Linked DNA regions of Mus musculus: all the other regions are linked to region 1. A link is a contact called in public HiCAR-type and promoter capture Hi-C data. All regions are on one chromosome and are shown on one strand. Each heading gives the region's core, a stretch centred on a gene start, on an enhancer-like site or on the middle of the called end of the contact. The rest is flanking DNA. Distances are from core to core; before and after follow the strand shown.

The links. Promoter capture Hi-C pulls out the DNA fragments that hold promoters and counts their contacts. HiCAR-type assays count read pairs that join an accessible place to other places.
Region 2: a contact with region 1 is called in a promoter capture Hi-C map of liver, with 6 times the contacts expected there. The contact joins the promoter of Arhgap10 here to the promoter of Tom1 in region 1. A contact is called at or near these places in 2 of 39 promoter capture datasets (hippocampal neurons and liver) and 1 of 115 datasets of contacts at active chromatin or transcription factors (astrocytes).
Region 3: a contact with region 1 is called in a HiCAR-type map of astrocytes, with 7 times the contacts expected there. The contact joins the promoter of Med26 here to the promoter of Tom1 in region 1. A contact is called at or near these places in 4 of 39 promoter capture datasets (cranial neural crest, hippocampal neurons, liver and 1 more) and 4 of 115 datasets of contacts at active chromatin or transcription factors (acute myeloid leukemia, astrocytes, embryonic forebrain and 1 more).
Region 4: a contact with region 1 is called in a HiCAR-type map of astrocytes, with 8 times the contacts expected there. The contact joins the promoter of Slc35e1 here to the promoter of Tom1 in region 1. A contact is called at or near these places in 10 of 39 promoter capture datasets (the 3T3-L1 cell line, cranial neural crest, embryonic stem cells and 5 more), 4 of 115 datasets of contacts at active chromatin or transcription factors (astrocytes, craniofacial prominence, large pre-B cells and 1 more) and 2 of 9 other capture datasets (adipose tissue and embryonic stem cells).
Region 5: a contact with region 1 is called in a promoter capture Hi-C map of liver, with 5 times the contacts expected there. The contact joins the promoter of Cherp here to the promoter of Tom1 in region 1. A contact is called at or near these places in 9 of 39 promoter capture datasets (the 3T3-L1 cell line, cranial neural crest, frontonasal cranial neural crest and 5 more) and 1 of 115 datasets of contacts at active chromatin or transcription factors (embryonic stem cells).
Region 6: a HiCAR-type map of astrocytes shows a contact between it and region 1, with 7 times the contacts expected there. The contact joins the promoter of Prmt9 here to the promoter of Tom1 in region 1. A contact is called at or near these places in 5 of 39 promoter capture datasets (embryonic stem cells, hippocampal neurons, liver and 1 more) and 1 of 115 datasets of contacts at active chromatin or transcription factors (astrocytes).
Region 7: a contact with region 1 is called in a promoter capture Hi-C map of liver, with 14 times the contacts expected there. The contact joins the promoter of Smim7 here to the promoter of Tom1 in region 1. A contact is called at or near these places in 6 of 39 promoter capture datasets (the 3T3-L1 cell line, embryonic stem cells, hippocampal neurons and 3 more), 1 of 484 Hi-C or Micro-C datasets (muscle stem cells), 7 of 115 datasets of contacts at active chromatin or transcription factors (astrocytes, embryonic limb bud, embryonic stem cells and 3 more) and 1 of 9 other capture datasets (embryonic stem cells).

What each region holds. Positions count from the first base shown.
Region 1 is chr8:75,032,381-75,035,987 of GRCm38.p6, reverse strand. Tom1 (target of myb1 trafficking protein) reads right to left here and starts at 2,302. Exons shown (of 15, transcript NM_011622.3): 1 at 2,161-2,302. The coding sequence starts at 2,212.
Region 2 is chr8:77,515,804-77,519,446 of GRCm38.p6, reverse strand. Arhgap10 (Rho GTPase activating protein 10) reads left to right here and starts at 1,540. Exons shown (of 23, transcript NM_030113.2): 1 at 1,540-1,817. The coding sequence starts at 1,664. 0610038B21Rik (RIKEN cDNA 0610038B21 gene) reads right to left here and starts at 2,391. Exons shown (of 1, transcript NR_028125.1): 1 at 869-2,391.
Region 3 is chr8:72,546,806-72,550,783 of GRCm38.p6, reverse strand. It overlaps Med26 (mediator complex subunit 26), which reads left to right and starts at 2,474. Exons shown (of 3, transcript NM_027485.4): 1 at 2,474-2,889. The coding sequence starts at 2,818.
Region 4 is chr8:72,491,042-72,495,103 of GRCm38.p6, reverse strand. Slc35e1 (solute carrier family 35, member E1) reads left to right here and starts at 2,490. Exons shown (of 6, transcript NM_177766.3): 1 at 2,490-2,938; 2 at 3,192-3,262. The coding sequence starts at 2,518. Med26 (mediator complex subunit 26) reads left to right here. Exons shown (of 3, transcript NM_027485.4): 3 at 1-546.
Region 5 is chr8:72,473,517-72,477,474 of GRCm38.p6, reverse strand. Cherp (calcium homeostasis endoplasmic reticulum protein) reads left to right here and starts at 2,242. Exons shown (of 18, transcript NM_138585.3): 1 at 2,242-2,417; 2 at 2,690-2,863. The coding sequence starts at 2,393.
Region 6 is chr8:77,547,599-77,551,585 of GRCm38.p6, reverse strand. Prmt9 (protein arginine methyltransferase 9) reads right to left here and starts at 2,189. Exons shown (of 12, transcript NM_001081240.3): 1 at 1,850-2,189. The coding sequence starts at 2,038.
Region 7 is chr8:72,569,248-72,572,820 of GRCm38.p6, reverse strand. Smim7 (small integral membrane protein 7) reads left to right here and starts at 1,773. Exons shown (of 5, transcript NM_172396.3): 1 at 1,773-1,817; 2 at 1,906-1,947; 3 at 2,803-2,855. The coding sequence starts at 1,792. Tmem38a (transmembrane protein 38A) reads right to left here and starts at 998. Exons shown (of 6, transcript NM_144534.2): 1 at 594-998. The coding sequence starts at 717.

The DNA.
Region 1 (3,607 bases), core at 1,053-3,552:
CCTACTGGTAATAGATTGAGGACAGAACAAAAGAGCAGAAATTGGATGAGGAGTTGGGAAATGGCCTTAGGGAGGAGGTGATGGTGCCCAGTGCTTCCAGGAATGAGCCCAACTCCTCATGGCAGCATGTGGCATGGCAGCACTCCAGACTGTGAGACCAGCAATTATCAAGGTGTTTGTGAATTGTGAGGCCAGTGACACTGGGCTCTGATTAACACCACTTAATGACTGCTATCCTCTAGGATGCCAATTCTATGAGACTCCACTCTCAGGGCAGGAAGTCAGCAGACCTGGGAAGACACCACTTTACTCCTGCAGCAAAGAGGGGCTTGGATTATAAGAATACAAGCAGCTAAAACCTGCTTGTCATTAATCATCACAGCCAGTCAGGTCTTCTCTACTTGGAAGCTGATGGGAGACGACTTCTTGAGTCCTGAAGTTTCTGACCAACCTGGTCAACACTGCGAGACCCTGTCTCAAAAACAAATGCAGACTCAATCTCCAGTGCTTCTATCTCTATACACGGAAGAGTATGTAACACCGATACTGTTGTTGTTCTTTAAGTTAGGGTCTCTGTAGCCCAGGCTGGACTTGAGTTCAAAATCATCCTGTGTCAGCTTCCTGAATGCTGGGATTATAGGCATGTGCCACCATACCTGGCTCTTTTACAGCTTTGCCATCTTGTCTCAATTCACTTGGTTTTGGGTCTTACTCTGCAGCTTATGTTACCCTGCAACTAATTTCAGAATCAGCTAGCCTGGGACTTTGTGTCAATCCTCCTGTCTTAGTCTCCTGGGTATAGGATTACAGATGTGAACCACTGCTTCTGGTGGGAAATTTCAAAACGTGTGGTTTCCCAGCCAGTTGCAAAGAGAACTGGGAACCCTACACCTGCCCATCTGAGTCTTGGATAGGTCTGACATGAACCCCAAGGCAGAAAGGGTCCAGCAGTGAGATTTAGTCAGTGTTCTGAGGTACTGATGTAGCAGTACTCTTAATCAGAAGTATTTCTTGCCCAAGGCAGGCAACTTTCAGGGCAGGAGAGATGCTGAGCTTTGAACTGACAGGCAGTTTAAAAGACTGAACCCAAAAGACTTTATCCAAAAAGTCTCAGGACTTTGAGGCTGGCTTTGAAGGCCAGACTAATTTGCCTGTTTTACATAGGAAATCTGCGAAGAAGACTGCCTTCTCTTTCCAGGTCTCAAACAACGATTTATGGTGAAGCACCTGGGCTTCAGGCATCAGAGCTCCCTTGCAGAGAACTGATGAGAACCTCAAAAGAGCTACTAACAGCTGCAGTGTTGGTTACAACACAGAGCTGGGTTAACAGTTTCAGGGGAAGCCTTAGCTTTCAGATTCGGCCTTCCCAATTTCACAATGCCGTCGGGACCCTTCAGGTAAGGGGGTATGGATGTCACGCCCAGACCACCCATTCCTGGGGAAACGTCGCCGCCTGGCCTTTGCCCGAGAGTAGGTGCTGGGAGCCGGCACCTTCCCATGGGCTCCAGCCCCAGTAGGTGGTAACACGTTGACAATGACAGGCGTTAGCCATGTGCCAGGAAACATCCTCAGTGCTATCTTATTAATGCATTTAATGATCAAACAAGTCCAGGAAGGCTGGGCCATGACCCTTTAACTATGGGCGAGGACCATCACGGGGGCGACGTCACATAAACCCGAGACTCCCGACCATGGGGACAGAGGCGCGGCCGAACCTAGACACCCCGGCGTCTCGGAATGTGAAGAGTCGGTGACGCGGCGAATGATCAAGACGCCGCCAGCCCGGGAGGGGCTCTTAGTCTGCGCGCGCCCGGTGGTGGCGCGGCCCAACGCCTTCTCATCACAGCAGTCCCTTTAACCCAAACTTTCTCCCTCTACTCGGACCCCAGCACGCACACATTGGCTGAACCACATCCGCCCAGGACCGCCTCCTTCCACTGCCTATTGGCTACATCAAGCATCAATCCCCATATAAGACTTCCGATTGGCCCGTGTTCTTGTCAATCAGGTGGGTCATAGGGTGGGCGGAGCCCAGAGCGCCGCGCCAGCCTCACCGCCTAGCCTCCCTCCTGTCTGCCAGACTGCGGACTCCGACAGGTCCCAGGGCCAAGGCCAGAGCGGCACACAGGGGCGGGACTGCGCGCGGCTCCGGGGACTCACCGATCCGTTGTCCCACCGGAGAGCTGAACGGATTTCCCAGGAGAAAGTCCATTGCCGCGGCTACCGCTGCCACCAGCTCCCAGAATCAGGTGACAGCAACCGCCGGCGCCGCCGACCCGCCACGTGACCCGTTGGCCAGCCCGCGGGGTGGTGCCGGCAGGCGGGGGCTCTGGAGCGCAGCCACGAGGCCCCGCCCCCTACTAGGCTGCCCCTGGGCCGTGGCTGACGCCACACCAGGGCGGGGCCTGGGAGGGCCGGCTTCTAAGCCACGCCCCTGAAGCTTCAGTGCGCGCCACTGTGGAGCCTGGAAGTCTTGACATCCTGAAACTGGGTCTCTGGCCAGGGAAAGACCTGGGTCAGGTTACGCATACTCAGACAGGTATTAGTATTAGTGTCTTAGCCTTTAGTCCTGGGGACCAAGCCCTGAGGATGACAGCCTCCTTGCCCAAGTCGGACTCGAAATTTCCATTTGATGTCTCCCCGCTCCAAGAGCCAGAGGAGGCAAGGGCCTGGGTTTTTGCTCTCTTGAGACAGAGAATGAACTGCCTGTCCTGTGGCAAATGCTTTCACCTCATAAGCCACCTCATCTGCCTTGGCTCTCACCTGGCAAACCGGAAAAGTGCTTTTTCCTTATCTGTTCCCCTCAGCTGTAAATATCCATAATGTAATGCTTTCAGAGTATTGAGGTGACATGAAAATCACTCATAAGGCATTCCGTAATGGTTGCTTCCTCCTTGCTGTATCTTTGTAAGGCATTATGTTTTAAACTTTTAAATTTTTTTTTAACTCTATATGTGTGTGTTCCATGGTGCATACAGAGAGGTCAGAAGAAAACGTGGAGGAATCGATTCTCTCACCACATTTAATCTGAGATTAAACAAGTACTGTGGGCCATCACACTTCCTCCTCCATTTTGGCAGGGCTCATACCTAGGACTTTGCCACACTGAAACCCGGTGCTGCAGTCCCCCCCACCCCCCCTTTTTTTTTGACAATATCCCTTGTCTGGCCTCAAACTCAGATCCCTGGGGTGTTGGAATTGGAGAAGTATGTGCATCATAGCATGCAGCCTTATTATTATTATTATTTTTTTTTTGCTACTTATGACTTTTAACATTTTGTTTTTCCATTAACTTTTTCCTTAACCATGAAAGGTCAAATTTCCATATTTCAATGTTCACAGTATTAGCACATATTCACTTCAGGCCATGTGGCTGTTGACTCAGAGACAAGGAGGTGACATCACATTTTTTTTTTATTTAAAATAGACAAGACTCTGGAAAGCTCCTGGGATATGAACTGTCTGTTTTTTGGCATAGAATTTTCATGCAACTCTGACAAAAGATTGATGGATACTTTTTGATTTAGGCCAATAGCAATATTTTAAATGGTTTCATTTGCTATGCCACAACTATCATATTCTCTCCTTTTATAATACATGCAAATGA
Region 2 (3,643 bases), core at 291-2,790, 2.5 Mb before region 1:
TTATTCAAGCCAATACTCCCCCACTCCCACCCCCACCCCCAGCTTTGTTTGTGAGACAGGATCTTGCTATGTAGCCCTGCCTGGCCTCATACCAGGTAGTCCAGGTTGGCCTTAAACTCTCTATCCTCTTGCCTCAGCTTATGGGATCGAGGATTACTGCAGCCTCAGACCATATTCCTGCCTGGGTTTAGGGTTTTGTTTCTGCAGAGCCTGGAGTGTGTTTCGCTCTTTTGCCAGGCCCTAATTCAGTCTCCAGTTTTTCCCTCCCCCTTGCCTCTTTCTTTCCTCGGTAGACTCCTTGCTGATTTTAGTAGGAAATGAACCTTTCAAACTGCCTAGGAGTTATTGGTAAAAGTCTTTTGAAGTCTGAGGATGGACATTAAAGTGGCCTCATCTGTGGCACTCAAATGGTGCTGTTATTTAACAGAGTTTATAGAGTAGGCATATTTAGATGCTTCCCAGAGGGTTAAGACTCCTCCTACAGCTCACGGGCCAAACAAACTCTTAATTACTGCACTCAGTCGGAACGTTTTTAAAGAATCACTTTGAAGTTTCCTGGTACTATTACCATCATTAAACCTTTACATGTAAACATGTGTTGTGAGTTTGTGAAAAATGTATGCCATGTGTGCACCTGGCACATGTTAATTGCTTAAAAATTGCTAGTTGATAAAGTGTCTCCAGTGTAAGATTTGCTGTATACATTTGAGGAAGGTATTGAGTTCTGCTTTAGAACGCATGGAATAGGAAAGGAGTTTTGTGGGCGCACTGACACGAATTCACACTTGTCCACGCAGCCTCCCATGGTGAAAAACCACAAAAAGTCTGGCATTTACTTTCGGCGGGCTATTTTTAGCAGATCGCCTCTCCTACCCGTGTAAATTTAATCTCCAGAATAGAACACAAGCAGGGTCAACGCGGTTTAGCCACACGCTCCCTTGTCCTAAGCCATTCAGTATGGACACGAAGAAAAATGTTCTAGAATCTGTAGAGTCCACGCTGAGTTGGAGACGTTAAGCATTCCCGCGAAGGCAGCTGATTAGACAAGGAGAGAGAGCACCCGGCGTGCGAGCCCTTGCACAGCGAAGCACCCTTCCTTCGGTACACAGATAAAATGAGTCAATCATTTCCACCCGCCCCGACTTTTAAGTCGTCTGATCTCGGGGACCGAGGCCTGCTATTACAAACCCACCATCCCGTTCGGTCAGGCGTCCACTTCGGGGACCAGCCTGAGTCACCTGGACCTTGTGAGCCGAGATCGGGGAGGTGCAGGCGTCCGGGGGTGGAGGGCACAGACTACGTTCTCCATCGCCGCTGCCTCGGAAGGAAGAGGAGGGGCGACTGCGCGTGGGGAAGAGAAGGAAGAGGCGTTCGGGGAAGGGCAGGGAGGAGGAGAGCCGAAGGCGCCCGGGCGGGAGAGCAGGGGCGTGCGGGCGGGGGCGGGGCGGGGCGGGCGCGCCCGAGGCGGGGCGGGGCCGGGCGGCGGCCTCTGCTGCTGCCGGGGGCTGCCGGGATTGGGGAGCTGCGCCGCGTACTCTCCAGGGTCGCTGGGCTGGGCTGGACATGACCGTGCTGCGCTCGCCGCGCGCTCAGCCCTGCTAGCCGCTCGCTGCCGCCGCCTGGGAGCCCAGCTCGGCCTGCGCCCGCGCGCACCGCCGCAGTCATGGGGCTGCAGCCCCTGGAGTTTAGCGACTGCTACCTCGACAGCCCGTGGTTCCGGGAGAGGATCCGCGCGCACGAAGCGGAGCTCGAGAGGACCAACAAGTTCATCAAAGAGCTCATCAAAGACGGCAAGAACCTCATCTCTGCCACCAAAAGTAAGCGGGGTCCTGTTCGCGTTCGGGCTGCGGCGTGGCGAGGAAGGCGGGAGGATCGTCTTCCCCGGCCAAGTGGGATGGCTCAGTGCTCCTAAGACCGGGCTGGAGGAATAGGCGATTCCTTAGGGGATAAGATAAGCTCCAGGGCATTCCTCTCCCAGGAGGTTCGGGCGCGTTCCTTTCCCCGATCCTGGCCCTCGGTGGCGCGGGAGCGAGGAGCTGTGCGTGGGAGCTGCCCCGGGGCTCCCGCCTGGCCCAGCTGAGCACGCTTTGGCGCCGGCCGGAGCGAATGGAGGCTCTGCTCCGGAGTCAGGTTTTACTGCGCCCTAACGCTGCTTCCAGTCTCCCGCAAAATAGAGACATCAATCAGTTTGATAGTTTTGTCTCCTAACATTTCCAAGTAATTTTTTTTGGAAATGCTTTGGGACTCTGCCTGTAGTTGATATCGTCAAAAGTCCTTTAAGTTACACCTCTTATGTATCCCCTTTCTGCCTTGCGCGACAGCACCGACCTACGTCCCTCGTGAGCTAAACCAGAAAGTCTACCTGGCTTTGTGCTGCCTTCTGCACATTCCTCTGTCTTGTGCTGAGGCGGGTTCAAAGATTAGGGGTTGAAAGGGTCAGTGGGCAGACTGCTCCAGGTTCTGGCCTGCGAGAAGTGCCTGTGAGTAGGAAATTCTACTCTTCATGCTCGAAGCTGGCCACCTCAGTTCCATCTGTATTCAAACAAGCAAGCTAACACACCCTCAAGCCACCTCTGAAGACAACAGAAAGAGAGGTGTATCGAAGCTGTAGTGAGTCTTAGGAGTAGAGGCTGGTTGAAATTTGTGCAGAAACGGTTGTAATGTTCTATAAATGGGCGTTCTCCAGGACCAGGTGCTGGCATCCAGGCCACCCTGGAACCCTGAATTCATTCCTTGAGTTATTGCGAACACCCCTTTCCCTCCTTAAAAGGCCTGATAGTGCAGGAGCCAAGCATAGGTGCTCTACCTATCCTCTTGGGTTGGTTAGGTTCCCTGGCTCAATACTCTCCATCTCTGGGCGTTTATTCCATTTGTTTGTAGACAGCACCCCTGGAAAAAACACCCCAGGTACATTTTCACCCCACCGTTTTGTGTCCAGGAAGATTAAAACGTACTGAGTGTACATTCTCATCCACCCAATCAAGTGCCTGGCCTAGTTAATATTCACTTAATGAATGAGTTGAAATATTTTTTTTAATGGGAAGAATTTAGTGGAGCCATCCCTGTAATTTGGGAAGCAAGTCGCTCAACTTCTCTGGACCATCTCCAAGGTTCCTTTGGTTCTGTGACCTCTTCCGTATTTCAAAGTTGGGACTGGAAATCACTTTTTTGATGAGTGGGTTATTTGCTTGGTGGCTGTGCAGGCCTTTGGCTTTGAGGTTTTCTGTTCTAGGTGGGAAACAGAGGGAGAGTCAGTAAATGTGGAGAAATGACCAGAGGCAGGGAGGTGTGCGGACATCCATGGACTGGGAAGTGGATGTGTAGGATTCCATGGCCAGTGTTCAGCATCAGTAGATGAGGACATACGTGTACCTATTCTTTAAAAACTGTGTGTGTGCTTTTGAGCCATTGTACGCGTGGGAGGTCAGAGGACAGCTTCGGAGCTGGACCTTCCTTTCCGTGTCTATGTGGGCTCTGGGGTTCGGGTGTCAGGCATCTCCCAGTCTGGTCTGTTGGCTAGTAGCTTCCTTTGAAGCTAGGGAGATTAGGAGAGGGGCAGATGGCAGTCAGTTTGGCCATAGGTAGAAAGCTATTTCTGTGACTGCATGTTAGCTGCTCCACTGGCAGGAAGCATGCCTCACGT
Region 3 (3,978 bases), core at 1,225-3,724, 2.5 Mb after region 1:
ATGACCTTGAACTCAAGAGATCCTCCTGTTTCTACCTCTTTGAGTGCTGAGATTAAAGGCTAGGCATAGAAAATGCAATCAGAAGCACCAGGTATGATGGTGGGTGGTACATGCCCTATAATTCTAGCGCTTGAGGAGGTGGAGGCAACATGAAGAGCTCAAGGCCAGGCCTGTGAGACAATGCAGCAGTTAAGAGCACTGTTCTCAAAGAAGGACCAGGATTCAATTCGCAGTATGTACTCACAACTCCATGTAATTCTAGTTCTAGGGATCTGACAACTACTTCTGGCCTCTGTAGACACCAGGCACATATAGGTGCATATATACTACAGGCAAAACATTAATATCAAATTTAGAGACAGGGTCTCTCTACATATGGCTGTCTATCCTGGAACTCACTATGTAAACTAGACTGGATTCACGGAGATCCTCCTGCCTCCCCTTGAGTACCACCATACCAGGCAAATAAAATAAAAAATAAAGAAAAGAAAAAGGTTCAAGGCCAGCCTAGGCTACATGTGGTCTCAAAACCTGGGGAGGAATCTAAAATAGCAAGGTCAGCAGGTACATTGAATGCTGTCCAAGATGTTTTCATGACTTGATCCATGCAAAACTAATTGCCTGCTTAATTTATAGCTTGTTTTGAAAAAAAAAAAAAAGGCATACTATACCACTGAATAAACAAGATAGCAGGTCTGCAGGGTAGGATGATGCACTTAATTCCAGCTCTTGGGCAGCAGAACTCAGGCGGATATCTGTGAGTTTGAGGCTAGCCTGGTCTCCACAGTGAGTTTCAAACTAGTCAGAATTGCATAGTGAGATCCAGGCCAGCCAGGGCTTTGTAGTGAGAGCCTGTATAAGGGGAGAAAAATAAAAATCAACTATTAGATAATAATAAAAGACAGAAGATTGGCATAAATGTAATGCACCAGGAGACACTGGAAGGAATAAAATGTTTGAGACCAGCTCAGGCTTCATAAACTCTGCCAAAAAACACCAAACTAAGAGCCAATGTTGATGGAGGACCTTGTTTATTTTGCTTATCTGGTGAGATTAAGTGTATCTTCAAAATGGGCTGCTTTCCAACTTGGAACCTGAGCTCCAAACACATGCCAGGAAGAGAGTGTATTTGAGAAGTATTTGTTCGTGTTCATTCTATTGGTGTAATGCAAAGCCTTCTGTCATGTGCAGAATCAAGAAACCAGCCATGATAAATTTATTTTCTGGGTGGGTGGGAGAAAAGGGCAGGGTCTTACTTACGTAGTCCTTGCTAATCTGGAACTCACTGTGCAGACCAAGCTGGCCTGGAACTCCAGTGAGCCTCCTGCCTCCCAAGCGTTGGAATTAAATGCCTGGTTCCTCACCTCCCCCAGTACCCCCCCCCCGAAGTATGACAAATTTAAAATTAACAGGTGTTGAGCAGCTCTCAGAAGTACATGTGGTTTTCATTACCTGTTTCCCTTCCGTTTCATGTCTGGATTTTTAAGGTTACAACACTACACGAAGTTATTTCTCCCGAGGCCACTTTCGTATAGTGCACTAAACTCGGAGCCCGCCCTCCATCTGTCCAGTTGTAGGGGTCACCGAAGGACGGAGGACCGCAGCCTTTATACTTGACTTCCTTCGTTTCTTGGTTTGACTTAAAACTCCAGGTGACCTTGGTGCTTCCCTTCCTCCCCCGTGAGGCGTTCCTGTTTTCCATCACCTGAGATGCAAAGGCGGGGTCGCTCCGTCCCCTCGGAACGCCAAGGGGAAGATGCTGGGCGACGGTTCCGCATCCTGCTGTTCAGACACAGGCTGGCCACCTCCAGCCCCCCCCGCCCCCCCCCCGCCTCTAGGAAGGCGACAAAAGCGGTGCTTCCTCTTGAGTTCCAGCCCCGCACGGATGCAGACCCGAGGTGTCAGCGTCGCGCAGGCCTTGCAGACTTGCGTCCTCTGCAGAGGTGGCAGCTCCCAGACGTGACCTTAGGTCCCCGCAGCACGCGGGTCACATGGGGACACGCACTGCCCTGCAGACCCGCGCCTGGGGCCTCTGCAGCGGAGAAGGCTGTGCGGAGCTCCTCCGAGCTCCTCGAGGCACGAGTCTAAACGCAGGGAACCGCTGCCTTCCTCAGATTACCTATGGCCGCTCCAATCCTCTGGTTTCTAAACGCAGGAGGCCCTCATCCGGGGGAGGGTCTTTCCATTCCGCAACCCCAAAGCAGTCAGAAGATAGAGTCGGTGTTCCAGGACTTGAAGGGTGCGCTTCCGTTAGGAAGCCCATCCCTCCAGTCCCGAGTGGGCGTGGCCTTCAGATAGCGTCCGTTGCCACGCCCAACTGCCTCCCAACGGCCCTCTGTGTCGGACCTCGGAACCAGGCGGCAGGACCTGCTAATTGCGCCTGCGCGCGCGTGCGCACAATCAATAGGAGGGGCTCACGAGCCGGACCCTCCCAAACCCGGCGTCTCCACCCGCCCCATCTCCCAACCTCCTCAGCGTGGCGCCGACGCTGCGTGCGGCGCGGGTTACCCAGAGTGCTCAGCGCGGGGGGCAGCTCACTGGAGTTTGGTTCTCGAGGCGGCGGCGGCGGTGGTGGCGGAGGCTCCTCCGTCGGCTCCTCCTCCTCGCTCGGCGGTGGCGGCGGTGGTCCGGGGCCTGAGCTCCGGTCCCCTCCGCTTCCCTCCGTCCTCGCCATCTCCCCGAGCGCCTTGACCTCCTCCGGCGCCGCGGGGAACATGCGGCTCCGTTCCCGGAGGCCGGCGAGTGACTGACCCGCGTTCCCCCTCCTCAGCCTGCCCGCCCGCCGGCCCGGCCGCTCCCCCCCGCTTCGCCCAGGCAATGACAGCGGCTCCGGCGTCTCCGCAGCAGATGAGGGACCGGCTGCTACAGGCCATCGACTCCCAGAGCAACGTAAGTGACTGCCTCGCGATCGGGGACCGAGGCCGCATGTGTCGAGACCCTCCCCCTCCGACGCGCCCCCGGCTAGGGGCTCTCTCCAGGCGGTGATCTGCCCGCCACAGCCACTGCCATCTCGGTCTCTCTTTCTCCTGGGTCCGGGGACCGCAGGCAAGGCGGATTGCCCGGCAGCTGAGGGTACCTGAGGCCGAGGCTTCACGCGGCCTGGACTGAGGGAGCGTTTGGAGCTTTGATCAGAGCTAGTTCTTCTCCGTTGTCCCAGCCCGACCGCCCTTGGTGGTCCCCACCGTGCCTCCTTGCCTCACCTCAACCCTGGGAACTGAGAACCCCCCGGGAAGGTCTCCCTGCCGGGGGCAAGGTGGGAAGCAACTAGTGTCTCCGCGATGACTAGAGTAGCCCGCGTCTCCGGAGTCTTGGCCTTTACTCCCCTTCGGTCTCCTGGCTGAACCTCCTTCTTGGCTAGGAGGGAACCCTAGGCCCGTTCTGCCCCCAGTCTGTCTACCTGTGATGCCTGGAGAGTCTCCTCTTTTTTCTGATAGTGGACAAACCTTTCCTGGGGTCTTTCTAGAAAAGACGACCCTGCAGAGAGTGGGATCCTTCCTGTCATCTTTCTTGGCCTAAATGCTCCATTGCGCATCTGACCAGAAGCTAAAGCATGGGATTTTGGTACTGAGTTACTGCCCGTCATAGTTGATTGTTCTCTTATTCCTACCTTCCGGTCCTCTTTCCATCTCTCTCTTGCCCCTCCTGAGGTGCTTTGGGCCCTAGCCTGTCAAGATTTAATTGTAAGGGGTTACTTTATGTCACACTTTCCTCTGCTAAGAGTCCTGTGAGCAGAGGGACATCTTTTTCTTCCTGTGTGAGCATAGACTAATTTCACCTGTTCTTGTATTTTTCCCAAAGGTTTGTTGGCAGTGTAGGGGGCGGGTATCCTTGTTGCTGTTAGGAGCAGGGCCATGGGAAGATGCACAGGCATTCAGATATGAGGTGTTTGCTGGGAGACCAGGAAGTGGCCTTTGAGATCACTTTTTAATATGCTCGGGATGGAAGAAAAATCATCTTGGGCTTGGACAGGTAACCGAG
Region 4 (4,062 bases), core at 1,241-3,740, 2.5 Mb after region 1:
TTTTTTTTGTCGCCCTCGTGTTGTGCGCTGGAAGCTTCTCTGCTGTGGTGAACCCTGGTGTTGTGTGGGTGGGCCAGCCTCACCCACACTGCACAGTCGTCTGCCCATTTGTATATGGTTTCAGTTCAGTCCCAGTTCTTAAAAGAAATGCTGCAGAAACTTGAGTTTTCTCATTTATTTCATTCTCTTTTTTCCCCTACCACCAGCCAAATGACTTTTCCTTCCCTTCTTTCCTTTTCTGCACAACTCTAGAAAAATGCCATCTTTCTAGAGTCTTTAACCCACAAAGTTCCCGAGGGTGCTACTGGTGTGAGTTGCCCTGGTGGGCTAGGGAAGAGCCGTCTGTTGGCTGGAAACACTCATAACCATTCCTTTAGATTCGTTTGCCTTATGGTCATAAACGCGATTTGCAAAAACAAGGAGCCTTAGTGAATGTACAGTACCTAGACTTCTGTGTTCGCGCAGAAGGGAGCAACTTTGCTATTTGGTCCAGTAAGTGGACAACTTGTGATATAAATGTGGAAATAAAAAAAATATTTGCACAAACCAGTTTTGGAATCATTTCTCATTTGCACATGTATAGCTAAATCTGGCCTTTCCTACAGGGGTAAGTGCCTGGAGCCCACATCCATACCTACTATGCCAGCCTTGGTGACATCCCTTTAGCTTTATTTTGTAGCGGCAGGCAGGGCCTCTCTATCTGCTTTTCATTGATTCATGGTCAACAACATCCCCTTGGTCACCCACCTAGAGGAGCCTCTTAGTGACATGGTGTACACCTTCCCTGCCCATCAGGGAGATTGCATGGCCCAGATGTACATAACTATTTTCTGGCCCTAGCCCTGGGCTAGCAGCTGCAGGCAGACCCAAGGCTGCCTCCATACCTGACAGGTGTCCACTAAGATGTCACCTTCGTTATATAGTAATGATCTACCCCCTCTCTCCCACATACACAATTAAGCCAAGATTAGGTGTCTAGTATTTTTTTTTCACTCATCCATATCTTCTTAATTTCAAAGATAACAGTTATTCATAAAACAGCAGCTTCATGGTTTAAGTCTTAGAACATACCTCCTGGTCTGGTTGGTACCAAAGCCAACCCAGAACCCGTTTCAGAGCCAGTAGGAATTTCTGAGGTTTGTTGCAGAATGGCCCCACTCCCCATTACAGGGCCATTTGAGGAGGTGAAACCACAGCTGGGTTGCCCTGAGTACATGTACCTGTTGTGAAATGAAAAAGCTTCCAGAGTTGCCAGGGCCAAATCCAATATGAAATAAAAGCAACCAAAACACATCAGTGGGGCCATCTGACACTGCTCTGTCCAAAGATCCTAATTCCTCTTGTATTTAGTTTGTGACAAAGGCCTTAGGGTACAAAGCCCAGCGTCCTATCACCATATTCTTAAACTCCTGCTTTGGGAGGGACCAGGCCATTTTCTACTCAGATCCACAAGGACTGCCACATGTGTGATGAGTATCCAGCAAACCCCAGGGTACAACACAGTCTACCTTGAAGAACGGGTGAGTAGCTACGCATGGTGCTCAGGAGGCGGAGGCAGGCAAATCTCTGAGTTCGAAGCTAGCCTAATCTACAAATCGAGTCCATGACAGCCAGGAATCTGTTACACAGAGAAAAGCAAACCAAAACATAGGTGAGGTAGAAAGACACCCTGGCATTCAAGGAGACGCTGTAAAGGAGAATATTGAGGTTGGCGAGATGGCTCAGCAAATAAACGCTTGCTGCCAGAGTTAGTTTCTTTTCCTGGATGCACATGGTAGAAAAGAGACAAAAGACTCAACTCGTCTGACCTCAATATGTGTATACACACGCTCGTGCCCGCCTCCATAAATGAACACATTTTAAGGAGCGCGAACAACTATTCTCCCTCACTTAAAAGCACACGATCTTGGGAATCGAGTTTTGTAAGTCTAGTCCTGCCTTCGTGGTTTTGCCCAGCATCGTACCGGTCAGCTGAGCTCTTAAGACACTGTCGCAGGAGACACTTAACCCTGGATTTCTCTCGGTTGGTCTGTGAGGGGAAATTGACACCTACCGCACAGCTTCCGAGGACCCGGCGTAGTCCAGAGGATTTACCGCAATCGGTTTCTTTTCTTCTAAAAGATCTAAGCCCTGTCTACGCCCCAGGCACGCGGCTTCCACAGCCTCAAGTGGGCGGGCCCGCGTCGCCCGGCACCTCCCACGGAGTCCTGCCAGTCACCGGAGAGAACGTAACGCGCTTAACCCACCCGCGGGCCCTACGGCCCGCCTTCCGGGCTTAGCCCCGCCCCCTCCCGGAAAGCGTTTAAGTGAGGGTAGGGCCCTCGCCGACGACGTGTACGGGCGCGTCGGCGGACGCGCGACGATGACGTATGGGGCGGTGGCCAATGGCGAGCGGCGATGACGCAAGGGCCAGGGGCCAATGGTGAGCGGCGTCTGCCGGCGCGCCCTCCAGGGCTGTCCCGCCCCCTGCCCGCGTCCGGCGGTCGTCCGGCGGGAAGGGGCGGCCGCTCGGGCAGGATGGCGGCGGCGGCAACCGCGGGTCCCGGCGCGGGCGCAGGGGTCCCGGGCGCGGGTGGCGGCGGCGGGGCGCGCGAGGGTGCGCGGGTGGCGGTGCTGTGTCTACTATGGTACGCGCTGAGCGCGGGCGGTAACGTGGTCAACAAGGTGATTTTGAGCGCCTTCCCGTTCCCGGTCACCGTGTCGCTGTGCCACATCCTAGCGCTGTGCGCGGGGCTGCCGCCGCTGCTGCGCGCCTGGCGCGTGCCGCCCGCGCCACCCGTGTCGGGCCCCGGACCCGGCCCGCATCCGGCGTCCGGCCCGCTGCTGCCGCCGCGCTTCTATCCGCGTTACGTACTGCCGCTTGCCTTTGGCAAGTACTTCGCGTCGGTGTCGGCGCACGTCAGCATCTGGAAGGTGCCGGTCTCCTACGCGCACACCGGTAAGTGCTGAGGCGGGCTTTGCGCGCTGTCTGGGGCTTCGAAGTGTGGGTACGAGTGCGCGGGCCGTCTGACTGAGACGCCGCCAAGGTGCGTCGGATTCTCACGTTGGAAAAGGTCTGAGGAGTTTACCGAGCGCCTAGCAGAATTGACTCCAGCTATTGGGATCGAGAGGAAGCCTTACAGAAGGAAGGTTCAGGGTCGGGTGTGCAGGTTGCCAGGACTGCCCACTGAGTGCCTTTTCCTCTCTTGCAGTCAAGGCCACCATGCCCATCTGGGTGGTCCTCCTGTCCCGGATCATCATGAAGGAGAAACAGAGCACCAAGGTAACTCTGGCAGAAGCCCTGGGCTAGGCGGGATTCCCAGTAGCTGACCAGGTTGATGACGTGGTTGGACCGTGGCATCCTCCTGCTTCCTGTCAAATAAGGAAGTCAAGGTGTCAGCCTTGTCCTGTGGCTAGCACCTAGCATCCCGCACTCACCTTTCAGACAGCAGATGTGTGTGTGAATGGGGCGATATCACCACATAATCTCTTGCTTGTTGTCCCTGAGCGCCACATCCCTCTGGCGTCCACTGTTCTTTTCTGTTATGATTCCGACTCTGGGATTGGTGGTAGGTGATGTCTTTGGTTCCATTTTAGCAAGTCACCAACAAATTAAGTTGGGACAAGTTTTCCTTCTCTTATTTTATTTTCTAATGTTTATTTATGTGTGTGTGTTGTGCATTGCCACGTGTATGGAAGTCAGAGGACAGTTTTCACCTTGTGGATACCTGGGATCAGATTCAAGTTGTCAGGCCTGGTCCTGACGAACTTACAAACTATCATGTCCTAGTTTTTCTGTCACTAGACAGAATGGTTGGTAGGGGTTGTCTGGATCTGATGTGAGTAGGCCAAAGGAGTTTGACCGTGGCAGAATCTAGCCAGTTTGTAGAAACTAAAACTTTACAAAGCCTGGCATGGTGCCATGGGTCTGTCTTCCCAGCACTTGAGAGGCAGAGGCAGGAGAATAAGGAGTTCTAGACACACACCTTTAACACAGCACTCTGGAGGCAGAGGCAGGAGGATTTCTGAGTTGGAGGTCAGCCTGGTCTACATGGTAAGTTCCAGGACTCTGTAGAGAGACCC
Region 5 (3,958 bases), core at 993-3,492, 2.6 Mb after region 1:
CTCTGCCTGCCCTTGTTTTTCAGCAAAGCAACAGTATGTTTTGAACTTATGGGTTAGCTATTAACGTCACAAGTATTAACTCACAGCCATTAACATCAGGGGAAATTTCAGCAAGGTCAGGGTGGTGTGTGGTCTTTCTCAGAATTCAGTGTGGGGTGGGGTAGGGGAATTTCTTTGAGAACTGCTAATGTTGTTTTGGCAGCTGCAGGCTTAGTCATTTTGACCACTAAAACTATATAATTTGGAAGTCCCTTCAGAGGAGAAGGGGCTAGGTGGTCTTGAACTTATTTTGGATTCTACAGTGCTCAGTGTCCCACACTGTCAAGGAGAGAAAGGCTGAGTAAGCTGGAACAGGACAGAACTATGGAGAGCTTGGGTCTGCTGAAGGGACCTGGGTGGAGGTATAGGAGAGGATTAGTTTTATCAGTAAGTTAGTTTGGCCCAGAACCCTGGTCAAAGCACAGTGCTCAGTAGATACAGGCTTGAGCTAGAGTTGTAACCCAGGAAAGCATGGTCTATTAGCTGAGGCAGCCTGGGTACTAACAGAATTTACAGCCTGGGCTCTGTCAGGAAAGAAGGCAACTATGTTCTGAAAGGAGATCCCATTCCATCAGCAAGAACCTTCTGAGCCGGGCGTGGTGGTGCACGCCTTTAATCCCAGCACTTGGGAGGCAGAGGCAGGCGGATTTCTGAGTTCCAGGCCAGCCTGGTCTACAGAGTGATATTTAGGACAGCCAGGGCTATACAGAGAAACCCTGTCTCGAAAAAAAAGAAAGGAAGGAAGGAAGGAAGGAAGGAAGGAAGGAAGGAAGGAAGGAAGGAAGAAAGAAAGAAAGAAAGAAAGAAAGAAAAAAGAATCTTCTGGAACTATCTCAGGTGAGCATGAGGGAGACAGTCCGGGCAGATACAGACTTCTATTTACTGTGAGCCACACAGAGTCCCTACAAGGTCACAATAGTCTTTGGGGATTGCAGGCCTGTGCTGCTGTTGTCTGGTTTTTACACTGAATTCTTGGACCTGAACTCAGGTGGTCCTGCTCCCATGACAAGCACATCACCATTGAGCTATCTCTGCAGCTCCAAGAGTAGGACATTATAAAGGGGCTTCACAGCAGGCAAGACAGGAGTTACAGGAAGGGCATAGGGATCAGGATACCTGCTAGGCTCAACTTCCTCCTTCCTCCTCATATAATCGTGGTGTGGTGCTTCCAGCAGTAAGAATATCCAATTAGGAAAAGTCGGAGACCCTGGCATAACAGGCTCAAAGGATCACTAAGGGCTTAGTGGCCAGCACAAACTCAGAAAGTAAATCATGCCAGTGCTGTAGATCCTGTGCCTGCTTCCAGCTTCTTTAGGCCCTGAAGTCACGTACACAAACCCACCTGACACATAATTAAACCTTTGTTTTCGAGACAGGGTTTCTCTGTATAGTCCTGGCTATCCTGAAACTCTTTGTAGACCAAATTGGTTTTGAACTTGAGATCTGTCTGCCACTGCCTCCCAAGTGTTGAGACTAAAGGCGTGCGCTACCATGCCCGGCAAAATATAAATCTTTTTTTCTTTCTAAAGGTCGATGGTATATCTCAGTGATTGCCTAACATGCAGCCAGTCCTGTCTTCCATCCCCAGTATCCTGTAACCCTGGTGTGGTGGTGGCACACGCCTGTCATCTCAGTACTTAAGAGCTAAGAGGAGGATCGGGAGTGCAAGATTATCTAAGGCTGTGTGGGGAGTTAGAGATCAGCTTGGGCTCTATGAGACCTAATATTCAAAAACCAGGAGTAAGTAATAATATAAATAAACAGAAGGGATGGGGTGTTGACGCAGCTTCCGCTTCTCCTTCCATAGAACGTCTATAGTCGCTTCAGAAGAGATGTCTTTGCTCCACGTCGGTCTGATGTGATGTTGTGGAGCCCCAATGCTCAAAATTCTTACCCAGAAGGAGCATATCGGAACAGGAGCCGAGTGAGGTGTGATTCGCCAAAACCATCACCTGCCGATCCCGCCTTCTGGATGGCGTAAAAGGATGTGAAAGACGCAGAGGCCTGGGAGTGCACGCGTTCGCAAGAACGCAGCAGAAACCCAGAGTACCGCCGGCGCAGCTTCTCACGCTCCAGCGCGTCGGGGAACAGCGGCCGGGCCGCCGCATGCGCAAAGAGGCTCACGCGCATGCGTCTCACTAGGCCATCCTTCTCTGGAGTCCTCACGCAGTCCCTTCCCGCCCTCCTCCGGTCTTCACTTCCGGTGTTTCCCAGCGACAGCCGTAAATGGCGCGCGAAGCGGCCCGCGAGGCCGTCGTAAACGTCGCCCTTCGCGCCACTTCCGGCCGGCTTCTGTGGCCGGTGCTGGTAAGCGATCGTGAGGCGGCGGAGGACGTTGCCAGTGGCTGCAGCCATGGAGATGCCGATGCCGCCAGATGGTGAGGCCGGTCCCTGAGCTGAGGTCGTTGGGTTCTTCTCGTGTGCCCCCGCCGGCCAGCCGTGCCTCCTCGCGTTGCCGGGCCAGTGACGGAGCGCGCTGCGGCCTCGCCGCTCCTCCCTCGGCCTCTCCGTGGTTCCCCGCATTCCTGGCGCGCGCTTGGCCCTAGTCAGGACCCGTACACCACCGCCTTGCAGTGGCCCGCCCCAGAGGACCCCGGCCTGGTCCCCGGGTCAGGCTGCCCCCACTGACGCCTTTTCCTCTGTTTTGCAGATCAGGAGCTTCGAAATGTCATCGATAAGCTCGCTCAGTTTGTGGCTCGCAACGGACCCGAGTTCGAGAAAATGACGATGGAGAAGCAGAAGGACAACCCTAAGTTCTCGTTTCTGTTTGGAGGCGAGTTCTACAGTTACTACAAGTGCAAGCTGGCACTGGAGCAGCAACAGCGTGAGTTCCCCTCAGGCCCTCAGCCGCCTCGGGGTTCAATGCGGGCCCCGCCGCAGCCAATTTCTTTAGAGTTGCAAGTTTCCTCTGCAGAGCAGAGCAGCCGTTCTTCTGTCCTACCCGGAGCCCTGTACCAAGATAGACTGCTGGATCTGTGTGTCATAAGGAGAGACTATCATATATTCTCTATCCAGGCTTTTGGGTCGGGAGTGGTCCCTGGGTGGTCTTTGCAGAGGCAATTGCGGATCTGCAGGAAGGTGGGAACTGTGCAAACTGTGCAGCCTTTCTGCAGGCTGAGACCATAGCTTTCTGCATTTCAGGTGCATAGATCAAAAAGCTTTCCCTTTAGTTTTTGCAACGTTTTTCTTTTCCTTTTTTTTTTTTTTTTTTTTTTGCTTTCGAGATAGGGTTTCTCTGTGTAGTCCTGACTGTTCTAGAGCTAGTTTTGTAAACTAGATTTAAACATCAAGAAAAATATGATTAAAAATAATAGAAATAATAAAAAGTTTAGAGCCAGGGATGATGGGACCACCGCTTTAATCTCAACACTTAGAAGGCAAAGGCAGGTCGATCTCTGTGAGTTTGTGGCCAACTGATTGTACAAGTTCCAGTACAGGCAAGACTACATAGACTGCCTAAAAAAAAAAAAAAAAAAAAACAAAAGAAAAAGGAAAATGAGTGAAGAAGCACAGCTGGTCTTTAAGGGCCTCACACCATATCCCAGGTTGGCCTGGCAGTATGTTATCCAGCCTAGCTTCCAGTTCAAAGCAGCCTTCCTGCATCAGCTTTTCAGCATACCCAAGCTTTGAATAGTAACAGCAGATTTTATGGTTTCTGAGAGCAGAACTCACATCTGTCATATCTAGGGTAGCTCTCTAGTCTCTGAATAAACTGTGGAAATAAGTGTCTGGACTTGCAAAGCCAATGAGTAGTCAGAGTGATAGTGGCTGAGCTACAGTCCTCTTTGATGCCAAACATACTTGGTTATACTCCAGCAATGTATTGTAGGTGGTTGATAGAAAGCTTGTAGGGCAGGCAGACTTGAGCCCATGGAGCACAGGGACTTGAAGAAGGTATGTATTCAGAGAGGAGACATCA
Region 6 (3,987 bases), core at 940-3,439, 2.5 Mb before region 1:
AAATTTTATATGTATTTTCAACACACACTATTTATCTTGTCTGTTCTCAGAAGCAGCAGCTAGAACTGTGCAAAGAATTGTGTTGGTCCACTATGATAAGTTATTTCTCTCCCAGTGAAATGTGCCAACTCAAACCAGGTTAGATTAATCAAATGTAGGTTTATTGGGAAGCTGCTCTCAGGTGGGCGAGTTCACTGGCCCCAAGGAAGGAGGCCAGGGAAGCTGCCATGGGGATGGTGGGAAGAGGAACGAAAGAAAGGGTTTAGGAGCAGAGAGAGAAGGAGGAGAAGGGGGAGGGGACCAAAATGTCTAGGTTATATAGGGAAGAGCCTCTGGGGAAGGGGCAGCCCAGCCTCTGGGCTGGAAAGTTCAGGGTTGGGGGCAGGATATGCCAGATAGAGACTGAGGGATGCTGGGAGAACCTGGAGGCCAGATCCACTTTGATATGTAAAATATGCACCTCAGTCCCTTGTCAGAAAACAGACACACTATTCTACTGCTGTCTACACAGAGGAACACACACTATTCTACTGCTGTCTATACAGAGGAACACACACTATTCTACTGCTGTCTACACAGAGGAACACACACTATTCTACTGCTGTCTACACAGAGGAACACACACTATTCTACTGCTGTCTTCTACACAGAGGAACACACACTATTCTACTGCTGTCTACACAGAGGAACACACACTATTCTACTGCTGTCTACACAGAGGAACACACACTATTCTACTGCTGTCTACACAGAGGAACACACACTATCTACAGCTGTCTGCACAGAGGAACACACACTATTCTACTGCTGTCTGCATAGAGGAACACACACTATTCTACTGCTGTCTACACAGAGGAACACACACTATTCTACTGCTGTCTGCATAGAGGAACACACACTATTCTACTGCTGTCTGCATAGAGGAACACACACTATTCTACTGCTGTCTACACAGAGGAACACACACTATTCTACTGCTGTCTACACAGAGGAACACACACTATTCTACTGCTGTCTGCATAGAGGAACACACACTATTCTACTACTGTCTACACAGAGGAACACACACTATTCTACTACTTTCTACACAGAGGAACAAACGACCCAACATACTAGCATATTTCCAAGTAAACCAACAGGTCCTGAAATTTCTTTGGACTACAAAAGCCTAATGCTACTGACATCTAGTGGGCAGAGGACAAACCGTGCTGTGAAACAGGAAGGAAGACACAGGACTGTCTGGTGCAAAATGTCACCAGTGTCAGGTTGAGAAACTCTGGACTAAACAAAGCAAGACTGTCCACAGCTTAAAACTGTATATGCAATTAAGTTACTTTTTGAAATTGAGATTCTAACATTAAAAAAAAAAAATACAGTAGTTCAACCGGTTAACTGATGCAAGTAAGACGAATCAACAAATATTAAAAGTTCCTTATGACTGAACACTTTATCCAACCTCAGGATACACAGCATTCTTTCTACACAAGATAATGCAACGCCTACAAGGCAGGGCTAATTTAAATTAGATACTGGAGGGGAAAAAGAACTACCCAGTCCTATCCCATTTAAAAGGCCTTTGGAATCTTAAGTGAGGCAGAAATTTTGAAACAGATGTGTGACAACTTTTGACTTTTGTTACTAAAACCTGGCTGTATTGAGATGGGCTGTAGGCTATAGTAATTCGATGCTTGGAGAGTCCGTCTCTGTCTCTGTATGTCTCGGTGTCTCTGTCTCTCCCTGTCTCTCGTCTCTGTTACACACACACACACACACACACACACACACCATACCCTGTTGTTCCTGCTCAGATCACAGGATTTGCTAGCCACTGAAAAAAATAAGGCCTCACCTTCACGTCGTCTTTTAGCTCTGGCGCCAGGCTGAGCACCAGAAGGTAATGGGCATAAGCAGTGCCGAAGTCCTGGTCACCTAGACAGTGCTCAGCACTCTGCAAGGACCGTGCCACCAGCCGGTCCCGGCCGGCCGCACCTGCGCCACCCCCGGCGCCCCGGCGGGGCCTGGGCCTCGAGTTCGGCATGGATAAGTCTCGCTCGGAAGCCCACGAAGGAGGATGGCCTCGTCCGGGAAAAGAGTCTCCACGGCGCGCTTCCCTGGGCCGGTCGCAGCAACTGGACGCACAGAGGCACTGGGTGCACACAGCAGGAAGCCCCGCCTTCCCAGCGGCGGACAGGGCTGCGCGCGCATCCTGCGGCGAAGCGCTGTGATGACGTCACACCAGGGAGCGCCCCGCGGCCCACTATGGTCTTGGAGTACTAGGCTGTAAAGTCATTTTCTGGAATGGGGTTTTTTGGCAGACTGCAACCAAAGGTTTCCACCCTCTCTCTGCCTCCTGGAGAGTGCGGCTGCGAATTCCAAACCCTGCTCTAGTCCTGCTTGTGCGAAGCTCCAGGCCTTCTGAATCTCATCGCACCAGACTCACTACTGCAAAACGAAATAAAAGCTCCTTAAATTAATCACTGTGTACTCTCCTAGTATTAAGTATTCTCACAAAACTCAGTGAGGTGGAACTTGGGATCACACTCTAAAAAAAAAAGGAAAAGGCCATCACGGAGAACTGCTTCAAGGTTGAACAGTGGGATGGGTACGGCCGAGTCTGAATTTCCTGATGACATGCACATTAACAAAGAAGACTGATGTCAAGTGTGGCCTCTAAGATATAAATCCAAACTTTTAAAGCAATGTATAGAAATTATAGCGAAAGCTATTTTTTGTTCCCATTTTGAAGAGATTAGCGGTGCATACAGTGGTTAACAATGTGAAATGGAGGATACACCATTTTGGATATTAAGCTAAAATTCTCCAGTTCTCCCAAGTCCATCCTTTATGTGTCTTTTTGCTTTCTCTAGTATCTTATTGTCTGATCCACTCTTGTAAGCAGATACCTATGTACCTAAGAAAGGTCTTCGAAGACAGGAACTAATCACAATTATTTGAATATGTACAGAACGACAATTTTAATATATCTTGCACTTGATGAAAAGTGTTTCTCCTGCTCTTTAATTTTGCCTATGTATTTTCCTAGCTATTCATATCGTCCTTGTTTGATGCTTTGTGTATTAAGCAATGTAGGATTTAACTATACAGTATTTAGTGAGATGGAAATACAGAGGCAGGCCTCTATACCTAATGGAACTGAGTAGAACATAAAGACTAATTGGCTTGTGGGAAGGGTTTTCTCGTTCCAGTCTAGCATCCCTCCCTTGAGACATTCAGACAGACCTAATAAAGCTCTCTTCCTGGCTTAATTCATAAGGGTGCTCTAACTATACAATGTAATAATCTAGAAAAGCATTTTACTTATATATACATAGTTAATGTAATTAATTGGCATTATCTAGAAACATTTAGAAATTATCTAAACCTTAAAAAATGTTATTACTCCCGTAAACATTTAACCAAAGATGTATAATGTTATTTGCATCCTGTATAATTTAGAGGTGATAGACTGAGGCTGGGTAGAGAGACACAGCCCAGTCCTTGACAGAGACTTTGGTTTGCAATGTTACAGAATCTAGACTCACCCAGAGTCCAACCTTTGGTCATAGCTGTGGGTGATTATCTTGATTGCTTTAATTGGGGTAGAAAAACTTACCTACTGTGGGTAAACACCTTTCCCTGGCTGCCATCCTGGACTGTATTAGTGGAGAAAGAAAACCCAGCAACAGTGTATACCCAGCACCCTCTGCTTCCTGACTGTGACAATGATTTGACCAGCGACTGCTGCTCTGGCTTCCCTACAATCTCTTTCTCCCTTAAATTGCTTTTGTCGGAGTCTTTTATCACAGCAACAGGAAAAGAAACTAAGAGAGAGAGAGTGGTGTTTGTTTGAACACTTGGTCCCGAACTGGTGGTGCTATTTGGGAAGATAGTAGAGTTTCCGGGGAGAAATTGGATCACTGGAGTCCAGCCTTGGGGTTTAGTAGGCTTATCCAACTCTCTTTCTTCTGCTTGGCAGTTCGATGAGAT
Region 7 (3,573 bases), core at 524-3,023, 2.5 Mb after region 1:
TCCCAGGCCCGAGCTGGCCCAGCTGGCATGTGAGAAGGGAGGGAAGAAGATGCCAAAAGATGCAGTACAGAGGGGACATGGGTGTCACTTTCCCCCGAACCTGATCGCAGCACCCAGCATGGCCAGTCCTTATATAGTCACCAGGCAGTCAATTCAAGGGCGTTAAGGGAGGTCATGGCAGCTGACGTCCAGAACATCTGACCCTCGCCCAGGCAGGTCCGATCCTTGATTTGGAACCTTCGCCACCATCAATCCCCCTTGCCCAAGATTAAGTTCAGGAATCCTTGCTCTAACCTGACTCTGGCCTTTTCGTTGCCCCCGCCCTCAACCCCAACCCCGCAGCACCTGTCCTCCTAACCGTAAACAAGAGCGCTCCTTTTCTTCCCTCCCACCTCATTTGCAGCCTCCTTTCCACAGCGCCTCTGTCCCCAGGGTTCGCTCCTCCACCTGCGCGAGCGTGGGAGCACTCCACGATCTCAGCCTCTGCCTCCTCCCCCATCCAGCTCCAGGATCTAGCCTGTCTCCTCCTTTCGTCTCCATCATCAAGCTAGGGGCAACCTCCCTCCTGGTAACTCCTACAATCCTCGACTCACCTGGCTCATACTTCAGGTAGATGATGGAGACGATGAAGTAGCTGAGGTCGAAAACAGGGAAGAGCGGCACCCGCGAGAAGCTGAGCGCTAGCTCGCCCAGGCTCAGCGCTGACATCAGGTCCATGGCGATGGAGGGCGCCTCCCCGGCCCCGTGCGTCCCGCGCCCCGCTGCCCGACGAATGCTCCCTCGCCACTGAGCCCGCCCCACTGCCAGGCACCGCCCCCCGCCTGCCCCCACCCCTCGGGAGAGGAGGGGTGGTGGGGGACTCCTAGCAGCCGGGAGCCCAAAATGCGGGGCCGTAGGGACGTCAGAACTCGTTCAACAGAGCCAAAAAGGCGATCTGTCCCCTGCATCCAGCACACACAAGAGGGAATCTTGTCCTTAAACATCTGCGTAGTTAGAATCCTGTCCCTTTTCCATGGGACTAACCAATTCAGGACCCCTATTTCCCTCAAAACCCGCGCCCTCGGAAGATCTCAGCCAAGAATATCATGTTTCATTCCTGAGGATCCAAAGTCAGAACCCCGCCTCCCACAAGGGGACCTCAACCAAACCCTCACGTTCTGTTTGGTTTTGTCTCTCTAAAAGGCTCCACAAGTCAGAACCCTCCTCTTTGTGGACCCCAGCCCAGACTGGATCCACTAAGTTAGGACCCTCCCGCTTCAGGAGGCCCCACAAGTTAAGATCCATCCTCTGTAGACCTTAATCCAGGCCTTATGTTCTGTAAGTCTGTCCGGTCAGGACTCTCATTCTCCGTGGGGTTACTCGAGTCAGACCTGGGAGGTCCGTGGGAGGTACAACTCAGGCAGGAGGTCATCCTGACTCTATGCACTCTGAGCCGGGATCGCAGTTCTCCGTGGGGACCCAAGTGGAGTCCTTTTGGAGTTCAGGCATCTGCCGCGCCCATATCCATATCCAAGCCGTTCACGGGCGGCTCAAGGGTCAAGGGCGCAATTTCTGTAGCCCGGAATCCATAGCCCAACCAACCCCCGAGCGGCATCAACAGCAGGGACCAGCTGTGGCACGTAACACTGAGCATGCGCGCGCGCACCCCAAGCTCCGCCCTGTAGGTGACATCATGCTACATCCTCAGTCGAACCCAACCAATGCTGATTCAGAATTGGTCAGTTCTCGTTCCACTTTCCGCCCCTCATCACGGCTTCCGTTTCCGGTTTGACGGACGCCTTGGGTGTAAGGATGATCGGAGACATACTGCTGTTCGGGTAATATGAATGAGGGGTGTTAGAGGTCGGAGAGTGGCAGTCAGAGGGGTGGGGGTGACCCTTACTGACCGTTACTGTCCCTCCGCAGGACGCTACTGATGAACGCCGGGGCTGTGCTCAACTTTAAACTGTGAGTAGGCCGCGACAGGCGGTGTCCCAGACAGCCAGGCCCTCCCACAGCCAGTCCCCGCCCACACCCTTGGTCACCGCCAGTCCCGCCCTGTGCATGCTCCACGCCCCACTAATCCTACCTCTAGCCACGCCTCCGCGCTGCTTCACCAGGCTCTGACAGTTCTGTATCACTCCAGGATCTTTAAATCTGTACTCTCTAGACCAGGGAACGGCTCAGCGGGCAGAGGCGCTTGCTGCCAAGCCTGACTACTTGAGTCCGATTCCCGGATCCCCCATGGTAGAAATCCTGTTGATTGTCCTTTTGATCTCCACACAACTGCTGCGGGATGGCACACTCATTCTTTTTTTTTTTTTTTTTTTTTTTTTTGGTTTTTCGAGACAGGGTTTCTCTGTGTAGCCCTGGCTATCCTGGAACTCACTCTGTAGACCAGGTTGGCCTCGAACTCAGAAATCCGCCTGCCTCTGCCTCCCAAGTGCTGGGATTAAAGGCGTGCGCCACCACGCCCGGCCCGGCACACTCATTCTTACTTGCAGATTAATATTAAACAAACAAAAAAAAATCTGCACCCTGGGATTGCTTGCATCTCCAAAGAGCCTCATGCTCAGGCTTATCCCTCAAGAATGCCTTTCTGGCTCTTGGACCCACTCTATCCTGTCTGTGGCTGCACACCCAGCTGTGATGGACTAGGCTGGTTGAGAGTGTCTCACAGAGGGTTGTATCACTGCCCCAGGTCACACTGCAAGTCGGGGGCAGAGCTGAAGTTCATGCCCTTCCTAGCTGAGTGTCAGGGTCAGGAAATCCGATGGTGTTTATGTTTCACGGAAAGCTGGAGTTATCTGCTGTTCTTTATAGGAAAAAGAAGGACACACAAGGCTTTGGGGAAGAATCGAAGGAACCCAGCACAGGTAAGCATGTCTTTCTACCTTCAACACTTTAAGTCGATTCCAGGGTGCCTGTTCTCTCTCACCAACCTGCGCTTTCCTCTCTTTTTCCTTTTTATTGTTGAGATGTGGTATTAGAGGGCCATGACTAGCCTTGAATGCCTGCTCCCTCTGCCTCTGCCTCTGCCTCCTAGGTGTTTGAATGACAAGAGTACTCCACCATGCTCTGTTCATCAGCTTTATTGAGTGCGTACCATATTGCCAGCCACTTAGCTGACTGCTCTGTCGGGGTGTGGGTAAAGAAAGTGATCCTGCCCTGTGGGACTCAGCCCAGGGCGATTCAGAGGGTGTTCTGGAGGGATAGTGAAAGTGGGTGTCAGGAAGGTGCTGCTGCCGCTGCCGCTGCTGCTGCTGCTGCCGCTGCTGCCGCTGCCGCTGCTGCCGCCGCCAGCGTGGGTTGATGTGACATGGCAGAGGTCCTTTCCATGACAAGTGTGGATATGATTAGAGTTTTGAGCCAGCCTCAGCCCCAGAGTGAGACCTGGTCTCAAAATCCAATTTACAGAAGCTGCTAAAAGGCCCATCAGGCAAAGGCAGTTGCCACCAAGACTGACTGGGTTCAATTCCCCAGGTTTTACATCGTAGGAGAGAATTGATAGTTTGTCCTCTGACTTAAACATATTCTGCTCTATTTTAAAACAAAAAACCAACAACATTTATTAAAAAAAAAAACAAAAAACAA